4 separate regions of the Mus musculus genome follow, and all the other regions are linked to region 3. Evidence: chromatin contacts called from public Hi-C data. All regions are on one chromosome and are shown on one strand. The core of a region is the stretch at or near the end of the contact, and the rest is flanking DNA. Distances in the headings are between cores, read along the strand shown.

The links. A called contact is a pair of places that touch in the nucleus more often than the background predicts.
Region 1: a Hi-C map of cerebellar granule neurons shows a contact between it and region 3, with 1.6 times the contacts expected there. The contact joins the enhancer-like site here to the promoter of Brinp3 in region 3. A contact is called at or near these places in 2 of 484 Hi-C or Micro-C datasets (cerebellar granule neurons and cerebral cortex) and 1 of 9 other capture datasets (adipose tissue).
Region 2: a contact with region 3 is called in a Hi-C map of cerebellum, with 2.1 times the contacts expected there. The contact joins the enhancer-like site here to the promoter of Brinp3 in region 3. A contact is called at or near these places in 4 of 484 Hi-C or Micro-C datasets (cerebellar granule neurons, cerebellum and cerebral cortex) and 1 of 9 other capture datasets (liver).
Region 4: a Hi-C map of cerebellar granule neurons shows a contact between it and region 3, with 4 times the contacts expected there. The contact joins the enhancer-like site here to the promoter of Brinp3 in region 3. A contact is called at or near these places in 3 of 39 promoter capture datasets (the C10 cell line, embryonic stem cells and pre-B cells), 3 of 484 Hi-C or Micro-C datasets (cerebellar granule neurons and cerebellum), 1 of 115 datasets of contacts at active chromatin or transcription factors (acute myeloid leukemia) and 1 of 9 other capture datasets (embryonic stem cells).

What each region holds. Positions count from the first base shown.
Region 1 is chr1:146,799,741-146,803,717 of GRCm38.p6, forward strand. The region is part of intron 6 of Brinp3 (bone morphogenetic protein/retinoic acid inducible neural specific 3); the gene reads left to right. Among named protein-coding and RNA genes, the nearest start is that of Brinp3, 310 kb to the left of the region's middle. Within about 2 kb of position 2,266, at least 2 of the 459 cell types and tissues checked have an H3K27ac peak or open chromatin away from gene starts, as enhancers often do. A contact at or near this core is called in cerebellar granule neurons, where this site is marked.
Region 2 is chr1:146,229,174-146,232,974 of GRCm38.p6, forward strand. No RefSeq gene overlaps it. Among named protein-coding and RNA genes, the nearest start is that of Gm41965, 82 kb to the right of the region's middle. Within about 2 kb of position 2,503, at least 21 of the 459 cell types and tissues checked have an H3K27ac peak or open chromatin away from gene starts, as enhancers often do. A contact at or near this core is called in cerebellar granule neurons and cerebellum, where this site is marked.
Region 3 is chr1:146,492,808-146,497,073 of GRCm38.p6, forward strand. Brinp3 (bone morphogenetic protein/retinoic acid inducible neural specific 3) reads left to right here and starts at 2,859. Exons shown (of 8, transcript NM_153539.3): 1 at 2,859-3,270. Gm29514 (predicted gene 29514) reads right to left here and starts at 2,355. Exons shown (of 4, transcript NR_166160.1): 1 at 2,093-2,355.
Region 4 is chr1:146,025,864-146,029,786 of GRCm38.p6, forward strand. No RefSeq gene overlaps it. Among named protein-coding and RNA genes, the nearest start is that of Gm41965, 290 kb to the right of the region's middle. Within about 2 kb of position 1,563, at least 5 of the 459 cell types and tissues checked have an H3K27ac peak or open chromatin away from gene starts, as enhancers often do. A contact at or near this core is called in cerebellar granule neurons and cerebellum, where this site is marked.

The DNA of each region.
Region 1 (3,977 bases), core at 1,016-3,515, 310 kb after region 3:
GAGGGTTAAAATAGATTAATAAAAATTGAGGATCATTTTTAATAATTTGGCATAAGGATATAATACATTAATAATTACTGCTTTTGTTATAGATAGGGGCTACGTTGATGAGGAAGAGAATTGGGGTTCTATAGATATTGAAAGAGACCTGGGAATATCGCATTTAAGATTACAAACAGTCTCTGGAGTTTCCCAATATAATTATGTTTTCTTCATTATTTTGTAAGGGTGTTAATTGCCTGCTAGCAGTTAACCTCCCATGCGACTCTCAAGAAATGTAATCAATAGTAAGAGCAGAGGGACCAAGCTGCTGTGGTTTCTGTGACCAATATCCTTTTCTCCTCCCTGGCAAGGTGTTTCTGTTTTAATAAAATGAACAGGTGCGTATGTAGGCGGTTTCTTTAGAAAGCCACCAGCTAAATCAGTCCCTCTGATGGGTCTCAAATTAAAATGTGGCCAATCAGAACCTTGAAATATAATTGCCTCATTTTCAAACTTAAATACATTATAGGCCTCCTGCTAGTATTGCACCTGGCAAATCCACTTATTAAAGTTGTGAAGGGAAGAGTTTGCTGAGACATTTTGAATATTATGCTGACATTGTAATAGAAGAAAGGAGGGAGGAGGCATGATCTAATTCCACTGACGTCTGCTCAGATTAATATAGACCATTACTCCTGCAGAGCACATAATCGAATCTCATTCATGGAAATATTTCAGATAATTTTTCACAAAGTAAAACCTATTGCATTTGAATATATCACATCCCCGAATACTCTTCAGTTTTTCTGCATGCTTTTATTACTCAGATATTGTTTCAGGTCTTGCTTGACATAACAAGTGTGTTTAATATTTGTTGTTTATCATGCATGTGCTTTCATATCTCTCTGGTGTTTTTGTCTACACTTTTGTATACTTATGTAAGTCATGGGCAGAATCCAAAGGAAAGTAAAATTCAGCTTCTTCCCCTGTGCTGCCAAAAAATGATATTCCATCTGAGATGTGACCTATATTTATAGACAAACAAAGACGATAGAAAACCAGGATTCAGATTTTTGTCATTATTATTTTAAGCAAAAAAATGTTATTTTTGTTACCTTTTATTATTATTTATTTTCCTAATATAGCATTATTTCTGTTTAACAACTATGTTTGCTTACAATTTCATTATAATTATAAGTTGAAGAGAAAATAATTTTTATTGATAAAAAAGTTAGACATTACATAATCCCAAATAACCAAGTTGCATAGATTGAGTTGTCCCTGTGAGTAATGTTACTATATAACCTTCTCTTCTTGCTGATAGAGGAATGGAATACTTAGACTGGTCTACTTACATGACAAATGATACTGATTTTTTCCTAGTCATCAGTCCATGCAATAGTAAGAAGAGCTGTCAACTCATATTACCTTTTCTTATTGCTTTTATCTGCAATTATTTTCAGGGAAGAACATTTGTCACTTGTAATTTCAACATTGAGGGAAGATTAAAATGAAATGTGTTTATGTTTTGTGTTGTTGACTAATGTCTGTGTTTGGACATTTATTTAAATAGCATGCACACTTCATTTAAGAAATTAAAGGACCTATGTACAAAAATCCCCAGCTTCTTATTACAGAATCCAAGTCTTGGAAAGTTAAGAATAAGGGAGTCAAAGGCCAAAGGACATACATTGGCACGCGCGCGCGCGCGCGCGCACACACACACACACACACACACACACACACACCAGAAGTTTGACATACATTTTCTTTTAAATCTTGGTAGCTTTGAAATATTCCAGGACTTTTCAGTATAACAGAGAAAGTCTAAAAAAGAAGACAAACAGAGAGGGTCTTAGAACTGTGAGTGCATTTCCCAGAGCTGGACGTTAAGTAAATGGAAAACCTCAAGAATGTTGAAATGTGCCTAGCCTAAGGACTTTCTCTAATTTGAAGATAAATAGCCACTACCATGTCTGCCAGAAGGAATTGAGGATGGCAGTGACTTTTCTCTGTCTTCCACACATGACCTTCATGGACTGTATTGTTTATGGTGGCTACTAATCTGTTACTCCATTGACAGTAAATATGGGACAAACCTAATTCATTCTTTTAGTTTTTCTGATTGTGTGCAATACGAAAACCATAGCTCACTTAAATTTGTAGACTATAACTATCAGTGAACTTGTCCTTTTTCACCTGCGACACCTCTCTGAGGGTATGTCTGATTATGATGTGTATGTGAGAAAAAGAGAGGAATTTGTAATCTAAGGGCCAGCAGTCTGAGTGCCAAGTAGGGATGCTTGCAGCTCACACCATCTGCTTCTTTGTTTTTCCTACTCTTGACAGAGTACCATCATATGTAACTGGTACTGCTTTACTTAATGCTATTGTTTAGGGGTCAAAGAAGAAAAGCCAAACAGGAAGAACTGTTCTTCACTAATATTGATAACAACAAGGCCTTAGGCTCTAGATACTTAGTCTGATGATCTTCGGTATTTTATCTGAGAATGCCCCAGAAATTACTAATGATCTACAGTCATGAAAATGAACAAAAACCATATTGTTGTCTGAGCCATTAAGATTTAGAGAATAGCTTATTATGGAAGTCAAGAGACTTTCCTGGAAATGAGACATGTAATAGGTATGGATCTATGATGAGCAACTGTCAGACAGACAATCTGATACAGTGGTGAACAGAAATGGCACATGAATAGATTATCAACAAGATTTGCTTCTTAGTTTCTTCTTGTTTCATGAGGAAAAAAAAAGAATTGTATAGTGGTCTTTCAATATTTTTTCCTTAGATTTCAAATTCGAAGCTGTCAGCCCTGAGATCATATGCATTGAAGTAACAGTAATCAGACTGAGCAAGTCCTATTTATGCATTAAATCATATATCTCAACTAAAGAAAATGTTATCATTGTTTCAAGAGTGATCAAAGCTGTTAGTATATGAGAGGGTTCAGGAGAAATAAAAGAAAAAGAGAAAACTAATGTAATTTTAATGTAAAAAGTTTAAGAATGGCAACAAAATATTAAAAACTTTTAACTCTTTTTAGGTGAAATCACTGTGTCAGTTTGTGCAGTGAAACCACATTTCTAATAAGAATTATTTTTTTCCAGGAATTCCATACAAAAAAAAAAAAAAGGACTTTCTTTACTGCCAAGAGTCCAGGCTTTTTAGAATGAGAAACAAAATATATTGTGAAGTAAAAAAATCCCAGGAAACATAAAAATGAATGGATTTTCATTTTATTTCTCGCTTTTGCTCTAACATATGAAAGATGGCTAGAGGTTTTAAAGTACTATATCTTGGGTAAATCATTATCACAAAGCTTGCACAATAGTGAAGCATCATTTTATTGAACATTTATTTGGGAGCTTGAGATATTAGTACCACTGTAGATCAATCCCTCTGATAACAATTTTCCTAGCATTGCAATTTGCCATTTCAACTCAATATTGCCAGTAGTGTTAGACCTGCTATTACATTTATAGCCTGGATTACTATTGAAAATATTGTTGGGAGAAAGAAGTAATATCGCCGTGATTTTATCATTAGTTCACTTCTCTTACACACAATACCAGAACTCCACAAAAGCGCCTGTTCTTAGGCCATACGGTATCATTTATATCTTTATATCCAGCTCGTAGAGTGCTCCACTAAGAATAGTAATAGTGATTTTGAGAGATGTGATCAGAGTTGTTCACTGCTACAGCAAGTAGCATAAATATGATACTGTACTTTGAAGTTCCAGAGTTTTGTTTTCTGGGGAAACAAAATAGCAAATAATTCTTGAAGTTTTGTTTCACAGTCTTATAAAATTCCAGGATAATTTGCAATATATAATGGTAATGTTATGAAGAGAATGTAAGAGTAGTTAAAAACAAATTGATATACAATGTTTACTTTTATTATTACAATTTTAAAAAATTAATTTTAAGTAACTAGAGAATTAATATATTTTTCTTCAAATAATGTACTCTGAATT
Region 2 (3,801 bases), core at 1,253-3,752, 260 kb before region 3:
CAGGTACAGTGTACTCTTAACCCATCTCAAAAAATTTTAACCCAGAATTGTTACTATCTAAAGGAAATGCAGGGACAAAAAATGGAGTTGATGCCAAAAAGTGCTATCTGACAAGAGTCTGGTATAGCTGTCCCCTGAGAGGCTCTGCCAGCATCTGACTGAGCTTGAAATCCCAATGAAAGAGCAAGGGGAAGGACTGAAGGAGCTAAAGGGGATTACAACCCAATAGGAAGAATAATATCAACTAACCGTATCACCCAGAGCATCCAGGGACTAAACTACCAACCAAATAGTACACATAGAGGGACTCATGGCTCCAGCCTCATATATAGCAGAGGATGGCCTTGTCAAACATCAATGGGAGAAGGTTCTGTAGAAGCTTACTGTCCCAACACAGGTAGAGAGGTGAGGCAGGTGTGGGTGAGTTGGTAGAGGACCACCCTCATAGATGCAAGGGAAAAGGGGCATGTGATGAGTTGTTTGTGGAGGGGAAACCAAGAAGTGAGATATCATTTGAAATGTAAACAAATAAAATTTTATATATATATACTTTTTTAATGTCAAAAAAAATTATGGGCACTTAGTTACTACCAAGAAACTTACGGTAAAATCCTGTTGCTGAAATATGCATTGCTTTCACAGTAAATGGAGAAATAAAGCTAGAACTGACATGGAATCTTCATCCCTACTGCCTCATTTTTATAATGATGGAAGGTGCAATGTATTCTATAGTAGGAGAAAAATAATCATTATCTTACTTACCCATGAACCCCATGAGCTACAATTACTACTGTCCTGGCAAAATATGCTAGTGCTCATTCATAACATGAATGACTTGGGAATATCCCATCAATTTCTTATTTCATTTCACCCCTGTTCCATAAGACATAGTCCATATCTAGCAACAATATTTGGGACAAGATCTGAAGCTAAAAAGCCATACAGCCTACTGTAAGTACTTTGGTAACTGGACATAATACTAAATATATCACATTAGTAGTTAACAATTTAGAAGATAAAGGAATGGATCTCTCCATCTGATCACATGGAATTCTACAACAGATGGTAATTAAGACAGAGGCCCACCTCCATCAAGGTTTCATCTAGCAACTGATGGAAACAGATGCACAGAGCTGCAGCCAAACATAAGGCAAAGCTCAGGGAATTCTGGAGTGTAGGATCCAGGAGAGTCAAGGGACCCACACAAAAATCCACAAAATCAACAAATCTGGACTTACAGAGAATCACTAGTACTGAATTGACAATCAGGGAGCCTGCATTATATGTTATAGTTGTGTAGTTTTACATTTTTGTGGTGCTTCTGAGCAAGCAGAACTGTTTCTTAGGCTTTTAAGTGCTTTTAGGACCCTTGTCCTCCTCCTACTAGTTTGCTTCTTCCAGCCATAATATGAAAGAGATGCCTACCCCTATTGCAACTTGATATGCCATGTTAGGTTTATATCCCTGGGAAGCCTGCTCTTTTCTTAAGGGAAACAGAGAAGTAGATAGACAGAAAGGAGGGCCAGTACTAGAAATAGGGAGAGGTGGGAGGGGAAACTGCAGTCATGATGTAATTTATGAGATAATAAATTCATTGTTAAAGGAGGAGGGGGAGACAGAGAGCTACAAGCAATCAGTGTGCAGAGAATAAGGGATTGCAGATCATTCAACTCTAAATAGGTCATCTACATGACACCCCCTGTCCATTGTTCAGAGATAACTGCAGCAATAAGGTCAGAAAAAGCCACAGTCCTGAGGATGGCCACACATCCAAGAGCACACACAGCCTAAATTAGACTAGATTGAATTAGAAAATGTTGAGAATATACAGTTTGGTATATATGGAAAGTGCGTGGAAGATTTGGAAATATTTGATGGAGTGGAGTAGTGAATATGATCAAAACAAGTATGTTGTGAGGAGATAAAGGGAAAACGCCTATTGTACAAAGTGACAGATTAAATATGGGGAAAAAATCTGTGTATATTGTGCTTATGACTATATGATACTTAGGGAAAGACAAAAGTGAAGATATTTAAACACTTCAGTGGAAGAATAGACTTATCTGAGGAAACATGGAGCATATCGTTCTAGGCAAATGACCCACAGAGTTAACAGCTGGATATGACAGTTGTTTATTTGTCCTACTACCCAGGCCCTAGTAGATGTCTTTATACCCAGGTACATATAGGAGCTACTCATTGACCTCAGTGACTTAATAACTATCACACAAACAAACAAATAATTAATAAGCAAATAACAAATGAATTTGTTTTTTTAATAATAATAATCTTGGATTAAAAGTAGTGAGATTTAGGTAAGGAATTAAAGAACAGGGAATGAGGCATGGATTTCATCCAAGTATATTACTTACACTTATGAAATTCTCAATCAACAATAGCCATCCCGGTAATAAGCCTTACATACTCTTTATTCTGAGTCTCCACATGTCTATATAGAAGGTGTTACAGGATGCCCTCCGTTAGCCTGAGTCTTGGTCAGAGAACTGTCACAGAAGCCACAGAACTTTCACTTCCTTTCTTTTATAACTGCAGACAATAAAACACAGAGAGTGAAAGAAAAAGAGAAAAGACAGAGATTAATATGGAAGTAGAATTTGTATGTTATGGTTTGTATATAAGCCACAAAGTCTATGTGTTAAAACTTTGTCTCCAGGGTGTCACTATGGGGAGAAGGAAGAACACACAGGAAGGGATGTGGATCTTCAGCTTTTCCATCTTTTTCTTTTGGCTTGCAGTGAGAAATTTTCCCTACATCTGATCTCCAAGTTTTGCCATCTGCTATGAAGTGACAATGCCAAGGGGTAGGAGTGGGGAGCTTGCCAGAGTCTGTACCATGCCGTTTGTTTTTTTAAGCATCCAAAATCTGAGATAAGTTTACTACCCATCATTATAACTGACCTTCTTCAATCATTTCCTTATAATAGCAGTGATTCATTCACTTAATCTTATATCAACCTATGATCTCCCAATTAACAAATTTTAATTTTGAATGCATCTTTAAAAGCACACCATATACTTCCGTGCCACTAGAGTTTGTTCATTCCAGTTGCTATTTCAACACTGAGAGCATCAACAACTGTGTGCCTATTTTGAGAGGTTTGGGGATCATTTCACACTGCGTTATTTAGCTCATGTGTACCTTTTCCACTTTTTGCGTCAAAGACCACGATTTTAATCCAATTTAGAAGAGGAAAACATAACAAAGCCAAGAAAATAAAAATAGGTGGGTATTTTTAAATTCATGAGATGCAGGTATAGAGAAAATTCAATGTAGTAGATTATAACAGTCCCATAGTCCAGTAGAACACACATATCAGCAATTTGTTAAGTTTTTATGTGCTATAGTTAAAGTAAGTTGTAAAGGATAAGTACAGAGTGTATTCTGTGAGATAATTTGAGAGTATAGCATAGAGAGTAAAAATTTAGCTTCATCTGTAGTCCAGTAGTCTTTGAATCCTTTACTTAGAGAGACTTGTATTTTCCTCATGTATTATTTATCATTAGAAAGGATCATATTTTCAACAAAATAACATGGTAAGCTGATAAAAGGTTATTTTTCGTTATTGTCAAAGCTAAACTTAGTGGAAAATATGAACCCAAAAATCTAATTTTGAAAAGCTACTATTATATGTTCATTGACGACTAAAGCACCAGCCTATAAGCAGTGGGGTTTTATATAACCATCAATAATAAGATAATCTATTTTATCCCATTCTAATATTCATGGGTAAGTTGGAAAATTCATGGATAGGTAAGCTAGTATAGTGTCATCTTCTTACT
Region 3 (4,266 bases), core at 1,609-4,108:
AACACAATGCTTGTTGAGTCAAGGTCTTAATACTCAGTCTAAGCTTGCCTCAGTTCACCACAGCTACAAATACAGAGTACAAGAGTACATCACTGTGGATGCCTATAAAATAAAACTGTGTTTCAATTGTCTGACAAAAGTCAGACTGGGTCCTAAATAAATAGCACATTCCTCTTAACTGTCAGTTAGGTAAGTGTCCTTGGACAGCGTTCTGTGGTTCTCAGAGAAAGAAAGTATGGACTGTATTTGACACAGTTGTTAAGCTGTATTGGTAGTGAGCATATCTCAAGATATTGATATCAGCATTTTATGTATCCTCAGGTCCTCTTGGCAAAATTTGTCAGCCTATGTAATAAACACAGAGATACACAGAAATACTCCATCCTGTTATACAATGAGACACCAAAGAAATTTTCTACTTTGTCAGAGCATTCAGGACAGTGTGCATCCTGAAAAGAAAAAGGAAAGCTACATCACAAAATGTTTGTGTTTTGCAGTCTTTGACAGTAATAAACACTACAGATACTTGAGCACACATATTTCAATTTGTTTCAGATGCATGGCACTTGGCTCTCTTCCTTTCTTTATGTTATAGTACAGACTTCTATAATGATGGTTATCATAAATTTGTTTTTAATCAATAGAATTTCAATATATATTTATGTTGAGAATGAAGTCCTCATGTTTGCAAAAGACATGCATGTTTACACTAATTAGCGTATCTTTTATTATTGAAATTTGGAGATAAGGTACCACACTAGGATTAACAACAGAGAAAAATTAATATACATGTTTTGACAGTGAAACATATTTGGTAATTCAAAATTGCAATGCTTTCTATTTGGCATCATCGTGTAATACTTTGGATCCAAAATCGTCAGCTTGCACTTATAATCCAAGTTCATGCCAGTTTCAAGACTTGTTATTCTCCACATTTAGCAGAATATAATCGCAGTACTATCAAAGAGCTGTTCAGCTCCTTCACAAGTTTGTACATGCCCTCCCTTCAAGATAACCATTCACAAGTGGGTGTGCTATAGACTTTGGGCAAGCCAGAAATCTTTATCACGACCAGCAAATATTCAATTGGGACAGTGGATCAGATATACGAATTGGAACTAAGATACATACTTAATAAAATATTTCTAATGTTATCTTTCCTGTAAGATGGGGTAAAACAACCAATAGCATTATTACTATAGCTGAAACAGTATTAATTTTAAAACAGAGCTAGCTAAAGTGTGCTTATAGTATATTTAACATGAGCTGCTACACCAAAATTCACATCATTTCCAGAAAAGAAAGAGTTAAAGGTGAGAGGAATCCTTAAGAAACCAAAGATACTTTACCTGTGAGTATTTTTATACAAGATAGGAAGGACCTTAAAATGTTGATATTGTTTCCAAAGCGCCCCCCCCCGCCCCCAATTTCACATTTGCAGGCTTCTACTCTCCTAAGAAAGAGGAAAAGAAAATTTCCAGTGACCCAGCTCCTCCGTGATTTACATACAGAAAGGATATAAATGAATGGAGTGGGGGATGGGTCGCTGAGAAGCAATGTGTTGCCTTTTCAACCGCAGAAAATAAGATTACTTATGAAGAACATTTTTATCCTCCGTAAATGATTAACCCTTCCACCATTCAGGAACTCAGTTTCTACAACAAATAAATCGATTACCAAGCTACCTTCTCTTTCGATTTCTAAAACAGACAGATATATAATTTGTAAGCTTCAGCAAGACTGAGCTGGAATCCAGGGCTAACTAAGGACTTTCCTACCTGACTGTACTCTCTACACACCTTCTGGGTCATTCAGAGAATCTCTAAAGATAAGGACCCAGAATCTTCCACCCCAAAAATACTTTTAGAAGGGAGGTGATGGTCAATCCGTGGTATAAATAAATAAATAAATCGGTTACAGTGTTATAAGCTCAAACAGGCAAGTTCCCCAGTGACAGTAGATTTCCGAGAGGAAAGGAGAAGAGAAGATAGGGATGGAAGCAGAGAAAGAAAGGTTTAGGGAGAGAACTGCGAAGGGATGGCAGGGGGTGGTCACAAAAAGAGAAAGGGAGAAGAGATCAGGCTAATCTTACCCAATCGATCCAGCGATCAGGTGATCGTTTATGCGGTATCAGGACACGAAAATGGCTCGACAATGCAATCCACAACAAAGCTATTTCTTTCTCTAGTTTAGCTTGGTAACTGCTGGAATCAAATGCAAGGCAGACATGGCACAGACGGCCACTCGTGCACCCCTCCTACCCCACCCCCAGTGGACCAGGGACAGTTCTCGGACTGCCCTAACATCTAGCTTCTTGTAGCATGGTCTTTAGCGCAGGGGCTCAGTACTGAAAGCAATTGCCTTAAACACAGGCTGCATGATTTAACGAGGAAGTGGGACCTAGGAAGGCTGCTGCCGCCTAGGTAACCCATCATCAGCCTCTTGGTCATCTTGCTAACCCTCCAAAGCATAGCGCCCTCGAAAACTCTGAGTGACTACGACCTTCAACCATTCACCTCCCAGCCCCTGTCTATGCAAAAAAAATCGCTGAGGATTAGATCAATGCAATGGGACCGGTCCTGCTGGTTTATTTGGGCTGTGTGTTAAGTCGATTTTCTTACTATGCCTGGATCAGTTTCTGCAAGGGAAAGGATTCCAAGGAAGTGCTAGTGAAATGCACTGATGGAATACTATTAATCCTAATGATAACATTCCCAGTGCAGGTAAACTCTGAAAAGAACTGTGAGTGGGAAGATCCTGCAGGATTTCCGAAGCGCTGCTCTCCTGAATTCTCATTGGATCATCCCCAGCAGCCTAAATCAGTGCTGCTGCTCTCTGAAGATGACTACAGCCTAGCTCACTAGTTGTCTACTCCTGTTTACAACACATCCTTTCACTTCTCTTTGGAGATCTGTTTGTCTTATTCATCCTGTTCTCTTGGGTTACCCAGCTTCCTCACTTTGTGGGTACTTCCAGTTTGGTACATTTGTTTGCCTGAGGATTATCATAAGAAAGGTTCCCACTGTTAACCATTCTCAGAAAAGAAAAAAAAAAGAAAGAAAGAAAGCACTTCTTTAACATTTTTGGGTTCTTGGCCCCTGGAATAAGTGACTTTCACCTGATTAGATGCCACCAGGAACTACTGAGTGTTTCCAACTCCTACTTTCCTGCAGCTCACCACTCTACACTGCTTTGGAAGATCATGGGATGTCTCCTTGAATCGTGGATATGTTTCTCTCACACTCATCTTGCTTCATTAACTTTCCTCTGGTAAGTATTTCTTTATATGTGATGAGTACTTTACTACTTGTGTTAATTTTTACTTTTAAAAAATAAGCACTACTTTTTCTCCACTCTCTCTCTCTCTGTCTCTGTCTTTTTCTGCGTTCTTTGTTCAGTTAATTTCAGATTGCAAATACTTATTTGTGTGACCATTAGTACATGATCGAACTAGTAGGATGTAGCCCATGAAATAACTTACCCCAATACCTCCTTTAAAAAGAAATTCCTCAATCCTTATACGTTTCTATCAGGTAATGTGGACATCACCTCCCAGGAATGTACCCCTCTTGGAACACAGCATTGTGCCATTTGAGGGGGTATTTTTTTTCTATTAGTCTATGATAATGCCTGTAGGATAGGTATTTCTGAAGGAGGGCTGGCTATGTATGGGTTTGAGAAAGTTCACTAGTCTCTCTGATCTTTAGAAGGTGGTCCAGGTCAGCAAGTGTTCATCTCATCCTAAACAACTGAATGGTTGAGAGAGGACTTTGGTTAAGTGTGTCTAGTGATTTAGTAGGATCCTACATACTGACATGTCACTACATGGCCAGGAAGAGTCCCGAGTTTTGAGAGCATCATTCTTTACACAATATCCAATATGTTCCTGGGCACATTGTTCTGGTCATCATGGTTACTGTCTAGGCAGCATTTTGCAATGCATTTAGATTTTGTAAATTGTGCTGGGGACAGTTAATTGGTCAGGGAGGTCTCCATTCAGATGAAGAGAGCTCTCAGAAGCCACTGATTATCTGGGTTCTAACACATTGAAATTCAGGGAGGGACTTTACATGAAAAATGTAATTGCCTCCGTCTTCACACTTGCCCACCCCTGCCCTCAGTTTTTTAATAAGTATGTTAATATGGTCCCTGTTTTGTGCTTTTATGAACATTTCTATGGTCTTTAACTGATGATCCTTCTCATTCCTCCGAGTTGCTTTGAGGAGCATTTAAATGTTGGTTTTCACTTCACATTTGGCCAAGAGT
Region 4 (3,923 bases), core at 313-2,812, 470 kb before region 3:
TGGGTGACGATTTATCTTATCATTATTAGTACCTTTGTGTTTACATTAGACCTTTGGTTTAAGAACAAGATTTGTGGGTTGAGAATTTAGCTCAGTGATAGAGCACTTGCCTAGTAAGCGCAAGGCCCTGGGTTCAGTTCTCAGCTCTGGGAAAAAAAAAAAAAAAAAAAAAAGATTTGTCTTTTCATCAAATCTACAATATGATCAAAATGATGTGAAATGGCATCTAGGATACTTTTTACTAAAACTATAATGAATAGGTATTTATCTCACCCAGTCCCATCATTATTAACAGATTTTCAACACAGAAATAAATTCTACCTCATCACCTACTTAGGTATATTGGTTGCCTATACACTATTAAATATTTGGAGAAATTTAAACACCAAGAGAATGCAGAGTTGTACCTTTAATAGGAAAATTATAGATAATTTATTCAAACTTGTTAAAGTTATAGTATTGTTTAAATTTATGATATTGTTCCAGGAAAATACTATACCTTTGTCAGAAGAGGGATTCATACATAGGACATTACATTATATTTACACTGTGGAAGACTGACATATTACTAATAGTAAGACAGTTAATGCTATCATGAATATGGTTCTTGTAAAAAGCAAATCTGTAGATAAATTCCAATTTTAAGTAACAGAGAATATCTTATGATGAAAAAAATATGAAAAGTTTTATTGAAATGAACAGCACAAACTTTCTGAGAAATAAAGAAGCAGGCACACAATTAAGTTACTATAATTTAATTGTTACAAATAATTTGAAGATTTAGGCTGGATTTAAAAAATTTGCTAGGCAACATAATGATGTAGAGGTGCATGATCCACTTTAACTTCTTCTACAGAACAGATTTTAAAGTAAACTCTCTTGTCTATCAATATGCTTACTTCTATCATATACTCAAGTACTGGTGAAGCAAGCCTTTGTCAGGTTACTTGGTTGCAAAATGTTTGAGGAAGTATACCTTCTTTCTGTAATAGAGGAAGTATTATGTTGGTAATTAAATAAGACAAGAGTCATGATAAAGCCTGAACACACACTACCATTGTACTAACCTGCTTTTACTTTGACATCTGTCAAGTATCTTAATGTAAATGTGTATCAGAATAAGGTACACATGCTCTCTTAATCAAGGTTATTTCTTTTTCATAATGAACTGTTCAAATTTTTATAATAATGAAAAATAGATACTATCCTGTCATAAATAAATGAATAAATAAATAAGTAAATAAATAAGTACAGTGACTTTGTTTCATTAGTGAGTAATTGTAGAAAAAAATCAAAGTAAAGGAAGAAGGCAAAATTGAGTAAAAAAGACCTAAATTATAGTCTGGAAATATCTGAAGAATCTGATCTTTCAGGGAACTCTGAAACTTGAACATATCTTCAGACTGTTCTAAACTCGTGTTTAAAATATTCATAATGTTTAGATTCCTGGTGATTATAATCCAGAAATTTCCTAAAAGATGGCAGTCTTTTGTGCAAGGTCATTATCAGCCTCAGATGGTCATTTCCTGTGAGCAACAGAGCTGTGAAGCTTAATAGTTACTGGGCCAAACGTACAATGTCTGCTACATTTATCTCTGTTCCATTTTGTTCAAAGTACATGATTGAATATTTTTCATCAAATATGAACAAGGGTTCAACTTTCGTTTAAAAGTACTTAAACCTTTCCTCTACTGAAATATTACCATGCTGAGGGTTTTTTTTCCCCCCACAAAATTAGTTTTGGAATTAAAGCAACTATTGCCACGTTTTTGTTTCAAAAAAGATGCAGAATCAATATGCAGAACATATACAAATGCTGAGCATTGTCTGGGTACTAGCGTGGACAGCCCTAAAAATACAGCAGTGAAGCTGTAGTGGGCAGACAGGCCAGCATATGTATGTACGCTCCAGAGCTCTTCTCCAGGAGGGCTCTTGGGTAGAGTGAAATGTGCTCTGCAGATGGATGGTGCAGGTGCTGACACATTTCATTACTCTGCTCTGGGCAGCAGGGCACCTGGCATGCTTCCCATTAGCGGTTCATCTAAGGACCACAGTGCAACCTACCCCATTGTAGCTGTTGTCCAGAAAGCCAAGCACAGGATGAGAACCTCATTTGCTGTTTATTTTTTCCTAGAGCATCATGTTAACTGAACACAGAAAACAGAGCTGGAGTTTTCAAGCTATCGCTTTACCCTACTACTTCATTTAAAATCATAAGATGCTAGGTTATATATTTAGGTTTATGTTTTTTATTTAATCAAACAAATTCTTGTTTATTAACAATTTCACACACACACAAAACCTTCCAACTTACTCCGCACATTGTCTTTATAGAGTATACAACAGATCCACAAAACTTCTGTGTGTTCTTTTTTTATTTTAATAACTGCTTAGTCCCAATTGATGCTGTCTGATGGATATTTCCAGCATAGACTCATGTTGGTCTTGTGTAAGTAACCACATTTGCAGTGACATCATGAAAGGAACAACCACATCATGCTCAGAAGACATTTCCCAGCACACTTTCCCATCTTCTCATTCTTACATTGTTTCCATTACTTCTGTGCCATCACCTGAGTTCAGGACAGCCCTGAAAATTCCATTTAGGGTCAAAATTTCATAAGGGTTTATTCTAAGAACTTTGAATAATTATAGATCTTCATATCAACTACTTACCACTTTAGAAAAAAACTTCAGTGGCCAAAACTGAGAATTTCCAACTTTAATTTTAAAGGGAAAATTACTCAGTTAAAGCTCTATTATAATTGTAGTTGTACAAAGAGAATTTCTTCTAGGACAGAAATATATTTTTACTTAGAAATTTTGGAGATTTTATATTATTTGTGAATATGTTTACAAAAATTTTTAGTGGTCTGTTAATATCTGGACAATAACCTTAATAGATTATTTTATCATTAAATTTAATGATAAAATAATCAATTATTACATGGTCATCAATTATTACTTGGAAATTTTGTTCTTATAATGCAAAGATATCTGCAATATAATTGCTATATTATTTACAGAAATATTTGCTGTAAAAGAAGCTTGGAATTACCAACATGTAATGTTTTTAGCCTCAAACTGTTCCTTAATAAAGCATTTTGGGAGCAAAGAAGTCACCTACTCACCTCTGGCAGTTTACTTCTGCCCCATATTTTACCAGGAAACATGTTTGAAACTAATATTTATCTGAGTGAAAGATGCCTTTATTTCCCACTGTTCTGCGAAGTTTCTCCCTGTTATTAGAGATAAAGGTCAGATGACAGAGGATCCAGCACCAGGGGCAACTCCAGATAAATCACAGGTTTCAGAAAGCTGGATCAGTCAAGCCAACTTTTATAAAGGAAAATAATACTGAGCGCATTATAAATATAAATGACTTCTTTTAGTATCTCCATATTTCTTGTTATGTAAGTCACACAGTGAATTTGTCAGGTGGGATTTTTTGAAACACAAATCTGAACCATGAAGATTTTATTAATGTACCGTATAAGGTACAATCAAAGGGAGAGATTGGTAAGCATTCTTCTCATTAAAACTTGTATTCAATGCAATTATTTGTCATTGTTTGTATTGAACATAAAAAGATCTTTTTAACGCACATAACAAAACTTTGATTCCTTGTAATCTGCACTCTTTCTGTTCAAATGATATAATCAAAATAAAGCTAGTATACAGAGGGAAAATGTTCAGTTACAACATTTCTAATATTAGAAATAAGTTACGTTGCTGTAATGTAAAATTAATGAACAAAGTAGATTAATTTATTGGTAATCATCTCACTTTATGCAAAAGAAGTTGTGCCTAATTTTTATACATAAAATGTATTTTTTGTAGACAAATTTTGCAAATTCAAATAACTTAAAATTTAACAGTGGAATTTAATAGAGCCTCTTAGTCATTGCTTACTAGCTTGGTTT